Regions from separate parts of the Zea mays genome. Here region 2 is linked to region 1. A link is a contact called in public Hi-C data. All regions are on one chromosome and are shown on one strand. The core of a region is the stretch at or near the end of the contact, and the rest is flanking DNA. Distances in the headings are between cores, read along the strand shown. Region 1 has its middle 33 kb from the start of LOC103647110. Region 2 holds the start of LOC100284627 (PP2A regulatory subunit TAP46).

Region 1 (2,778 bases), core at 170-2,669:
TAGATCACCCATATACACTGGTGGGTATGGATTTACTCCCATACCCATACCATGTGAAGGTAGAACGTTCTAATACCCGTTTACCTATTGGGTGAAGATTTTTGCCCAATAACAGACCCACGGGTAGAATATTTAGCCCACATACATACCCTAATAGAGTAAATACTCGTCACTATCACTATATTTTGTATAGACCTATCAGTATAACAGATTGGAACAATATCACGATCCCTCCAACATGCCTGAGTACTATCACTATGACTCGAGATAAACATGTGAGTATTGTGAAATAAGTCGACCTATGTGTCGTTGCCTCGTTGGAGAGTTGTAAAAGATCTTGTATTTGAGTATTACGAAGTTCGCTAGTTGTTTGTTGCATGAGAACTGGAGTTTGTGGTTACATATGCATGTTACATGTTATTTTGGTGAACACATATCGTGTGGATCAATTAATATTTACTATGCAATGTGAATTGAGCAAACTACAAATAAATCTTGTCAACATTTTCCATTTTTTCTGTAAAAAACAACAAAAACCGGTTCGTTTCGCGGTTAACCGGCGGTTTAGAGCGGTTTTTCGTCGGTTTTTCACCGGTAAACCGGTTCGAATTCAAATTGATTTGAATTTGTCAAACCGGTCGGTTTTTACCGGTTTTTACCGGTTTACCGTCGGTAAACCGTTACCGGTGGGTAGCGGTTTTAGTATAGAAAACGGTTTTGTAAACCGTGCTGCTGACACGAGAGGGAGGGAACAAAGTCATGGCCTGTCTTGATGTGACACCTCCTCTGGTTCAGTCCTCCTGCAGCAGCGGCTATCAGGATGCCTGCCTGCTCGCATCGCCGTCCGCTGCCACCTCTGCTCCGAATTATTGGTTCGTTAATCGGGCAGAGCTGATGAGCTGAGATTAGCAGCTTTACTGCACCCACGCTGAAACACATGAGCCAGCCAGCACCATAGCAGGGTGTACATGTGTATAAAATATACGGATATGTATTTTTTTTCTCTGGCACCCCACATAATCCTCCTGAGATATTCTATTTATATGGTCCTAGTAAATCAACTTTTAGAATTGTTTTAAATCAGACTATTTTAAGTAGTGTCAATTTTGTAGAAAAAAAATATTATTATTAATATATAAGATGGATCTCTGGCATTGCTAGACGCTCGACATGCATGCATGACAAAGGAACTTCAATTCCAGTCGTCTGGCAGACCAACAACTGCAGAGGCAGCATGGGGTCCGTGACGAGACTGACGATGTGTATGGAACAACAGGCAAGTGGCGATAGTTACTTTTGTATGGAAATCCATTCCCGTTGGCATGCTTCAGCAAAAAGGGCATCCATGCCATTGCGCCCGCCCCCTGTTTGTTTGTGCATTGGGTTTTGGAGGATGGGATGGGATGGGATACTGTACTGTGTTGTGTTGTGTTGTGTACTGCTGCCACTACCTGTGCCTCGCAGGCTGCTGCCTACCCACCAGGCCACCACCCATTTGACCATCTCCTTGCTTGCCTCTTTCCTTAGACTATCTACATCGCTTTTCTCTAAATTTTGTCTCCTATATCATTTTTTTGCATCACATTATTAATATTTTATCTCTTACTTTTCCATCTCTCGCAACTGTTCTATCTAATTTCTCCACATATACTCCACTACAACCATAAAATATCATTTTTATACCTACTTTTCATCCACTATCAATTTTTTATCTACTAACAATTAGAAGGGGGCCCACGGCTACAGGACGGAGGGAGAGCGAAGGGGCGGCCAGTTGCACGCCACAGCCGGAGGGAGAGACAAGGGGGCGGACAGCTGGCGGGCTTCGCAGGGGCCGTGCTGTGGGTGTGGGGCGCCCTGTAGCCACCATGCAAGGGGAGAGGGTGGGCGCACGGCTACCGCTGCGGACAGCCTTAGGTCCTTGCATTGCATGCTTGGCAACCAGGGCCGGCTCTCGGTTAATCGGTTTTGAAGGGCCATAGGCGAACCTCGATGTTTAGGCCCCTTATTTTTTATGGTCAATAATTGTAATAAAATAGAGAGGAAATTATAACACTAAATTAATGGTAAATTGTTACGAATATCTTAAGTGAGAATAAAATATAGAGTATTCCAAATATCGATGCTTAGGCTCTAGGGGGCCGTCCCTTCCACCTAGCCCTAGAGCTGGCCCTGTTGGCAACAACTCAACACACGAAGACCATGATGGCAGAGGTGGACAGGCCTGAGAGTGAGTTGATGGGACGTTGTAATAAAAGTTGTTCATTTGGCTTTAATCTGAAACGGTTTTTACTGAGTGTTTTATCTCTATAGATTATAGTTGCACTAATCTAAATAGTTGACTTTAATCCGAAACGAACAACATGCAAGCTCGATTCTCCGCGCGCGTGCGTGCATGGCTGGAGACGAGACGGCGACAGCGGCTACGTATACTCCTGCCTACGTATACTCTTGTCGGCTGGTGCTACTATACACGCATGGCAGTCGCAACTGGTGAATGAACACAAAACGAGACGCATCATTCATGAATCATCGCCGCTGCTCTTCAAAACATCAGTATTTCGCCGCACCGACTAATAAGTGGAGAACGCATTAGGAAGGTGCAATCACTCTATCCATCTAAATCCATGTGTTTGGTTACGCATATCAAAAGAGCCAGACTCCTCGCATGCATTAACTATAGTTCGAAGTGTGTTTGGTTCGCTACATTCATAAAACTAGGCTCGGGTGAACCCTAGCATTATTTGTTTGCATGAGGAGAAAAACTACCAGAATCCG
Region 2 (2,778 bases), core at 127-2,626, 630 kb before region 1:
TCAGTGGAGCGGCGAAGTGACTACGGTCACTTCGGCTCTGTCAACTGGAGGGCGCGCGTCAGGATAAAGGTGTCAGGCCACCTTTGCATTAAATGCCCCTGCGATTTGGTCGGTTGGCGTGGCGACTTGGCCAAGGTTGCTTCTTGGTGAAGACTGGGCCTCGGGCGAGCCGAAGGTGTGTCCGTTGCTGGAGGGGGTCCTCGGGCGAGACGTAGATCCTCCGGGGTCGGCTGCCCTTGCCCAAGGCTGGGCTCGGGCGAGGCGTGATCGCGTCCCTCGAATGGACCGATCCCTGACTTAGTCGCACCCATCAGGCCTTTGCAGCTTTGTGCTGATGGGGTTACCAGCTGAGATTTAGGAGTCTTGAGGGTACCCCTAATTATGGTCCCCGACACACGGCTTGTGGGTAAAGTTGTACCACCTCTGCAGAGTGTAAACCGATATATCAGCCGTGCTCACGGTTATGAGCAGCCTCGACTCCTCACATGATAATTGAACTTGAAGATGGAAATAAATCGAGATCCGATGACCTGCCAATGGTTTTGCTTAAGTGGTTTCACTTAAGTGTTTTTTATATACTCTTATACCTTTGTTTAATGGGAATTCTTGGGATTCACACTTATTAGTAAGACATGTGTTATTAATAAAATGTTGACCAACTAAAATGCTTACTGCTCAACCTTAGCCTCATCTTGTTACCTTGCATTAGTTTTTCCCCCACTTGCTGAGCCCCGACCATAAGTGAGCTCACCCTTGCTTAATTTTGATCAGAAGTTTGCAGATGAAGTTATGATGCTAAGCTCCATGGATGCTAGTCTAGTGATACCCCCGGTCATCTTCCTGTGGATGGATGTCCATGTTTCGCTGTACTTTGATGAATAAAGGTTAAGACATTATGTCTGTTCGAAGTGTAATATGTTAATATAATCTTTATTTACGCTTTTATGCATTGTTCTTTTGATATATTACACTTGTGACGTCAACATATGTGCGGAAATAGATCCTGGCACACATATAGTATGCACCCGGCTCTGCCCCTTTGGAAACGGGTGTGACACATGTTCATCAATTATTCTATAAATGATATGCATATAGTTTCGTTTTGCTAGAATATGGTAGCTCGTTTAGCTCGCGAGCTGGCTCGTTAACGAACCGAGCTGGCTCGTTAACGATCCGAGCTAGAATGTCAGGTCAGCTCGTGAAAAAATTCAAACGAGCCGATCCAAGCCGAGCTAACCATGAACCGAGCAAGCTAGCGAGCCACGAGTATTTCATCGAGACCTAGCCTAAACTAGCCTCATATATGTAGCAATGCGAGTACGTTGCAATTCGTGCGTTCCAGAGTGTTCTCTACATTTTTTAAAGGAACAGTACCCGCAGTGTAACAACTAACAAAGCTTCATTAATTTTTTTAATAAATCTTCCGAGGCGTCCAGCGTCCTCCCGGCGACGACGCTTCCCGAGCTCTCTCCTTCCCGCGACCCTCTCCTCTGCCCCGCTCCACTAGGGTTTTGCCGCAGACCTCTCGCTCGCTTCCGGTTCCGCGAGGCAACCGTCCGACCGGTCGGAATGGTGGATGTGGAGGAGACCGGGAACAAGTTGCAATCGCAGATGCGCCTCCACGCGGAGCCGGAGGACGACGCCGCCGACCTCCCCCTCCCGGCCCTCTTCGATAGGGCGTCGCGGCTCCACGCCCTGGCCTCCAGCTCCGCTCTCGACCAGGTGCCTCCCTCCTCTCTCTTCTGGGAACTGGGGTCGTCTCGCCCTTCTTCCGCTCACCCAGAGATTGAGATCGGGTGAGCGGTGCTTACGCGCTTGGTTTTTTTTTCCGCCGCGCAGGATGGGATCCGCACGGGGGTTGACCTGCTGCGGCGCTGCGACGACATGGTCAGCAAGCTCGGCCTCTTCTCCCCCAACGAGACCAAGGAGGACGTCTCCACAGCAAACCTCAAGTACCTACTGGTATGTCCGTCCCCCTCCCCCTTCAATCTGCTCTGCTCTCCGTACTAGTCCGTGAAACAGGTCGTGATGGTACTAGACGCCTGGTCAGTTTTATTCAGTTGTCAGGACAATTGGAAATCACGCCTGGTCACTTTTATTCAGTTGCGAGTACAATTGCAAATCACAACAGTGCTAGAAAACTTAAGACTTGTTCCAGTGGTTCACATGTTTGATTTTCTTCTGTACACCTCTGATATTTGTTTGCATTTGTAGGTCCCATATTACCTTGCAGAAATGACCGAAAAGATAGCACAGGAGGATCGGATCCCGGTTCTTAAGACGTCACAGGACCATCTGAAGGTTATCAATTTGCCCTGTCACATTGTTTCACTAGGTGTAGCTTTTTAATTCGTTCATAACGAGGGGTCTCTAGCATGGTACTCTGTCATCACGTTACCTCCTTTTTCACCCCACAGGAGTTCATTGCTCTATGTGAAGTACTAGAGCTTATCCCAGAGGATGAGCTAGAATTGTCTAGGCAGAAGCAGCCAGATACTATGACAAACAGAAGAGCGCAGAAGGTGAGACTGAATTACTTCCCATTTAATCTCTCAAGGTATTAATCAGTCAGTCAGTTTCTACTCTGTAATTGGAACACAGTAATATGGGACATGGTTCTCTTGTTGTGCTGAATCTATGACGCACAAGCTGATTTTACTTGTAAGATGTTTAAGGTGGGTCGGTTTTCTGTAGTTCACTATTTATTGTTTATTTTTCAAGGTTGCCCGGTTCAAACGTCAAAAGGCTGCAGAAACGAAGCTCCAAGAGATCAGAGAG

What was found. Hi-C and Micro-C count contacts between places; a contact is called where the count stands out from the background.
Region 2: a Hi-C map of ear shows a contact between it and region 1, with 1.7 times the contacts expected there. The contact joins the promoter of LOC100284627 here to the enhancer-like site in region 1. A contact is called at or near these places in 2 of 25 Hi-C or Micro-C datasets (ear and tassel).

Annotation. Positions count from the first base shown.
Region 1 is chr2:150,769,447-150,772,224 of Zm-B73-REFERENCE-NAM-5.0, reverse strand. No RefSeq gene overlaps it. Among protein-coding and RNA genes, the nearest start is that of LOC103647110, 33 kb to the right of the region's middle. Within about 2 kb of position 1,419, at least 16 of the 20 cell types and tissues checked have an H3K27ac peak or open chromatin away from gene starts, as enhancers often do. A contact at or near this core is called in ear and tassel, where this site is marked.
Region 2 is chr2:151,395,506-151,398,283 of Zm-B73-REFERENCE-NAM-5.0, reverse strand. LOC100284627 (PP2A regulatory subunit TAP46) reads left to right here and starts at 1,376. Exons shown (of 9, transcript NM_001157522.3): 1 at 1,376-1,722; 2 at 1,840-1,962; 3 at 2,215-2,301; 4 at 2,418-2,522; 5 at 2,722-2,778. The coding sequence starts at 1,570.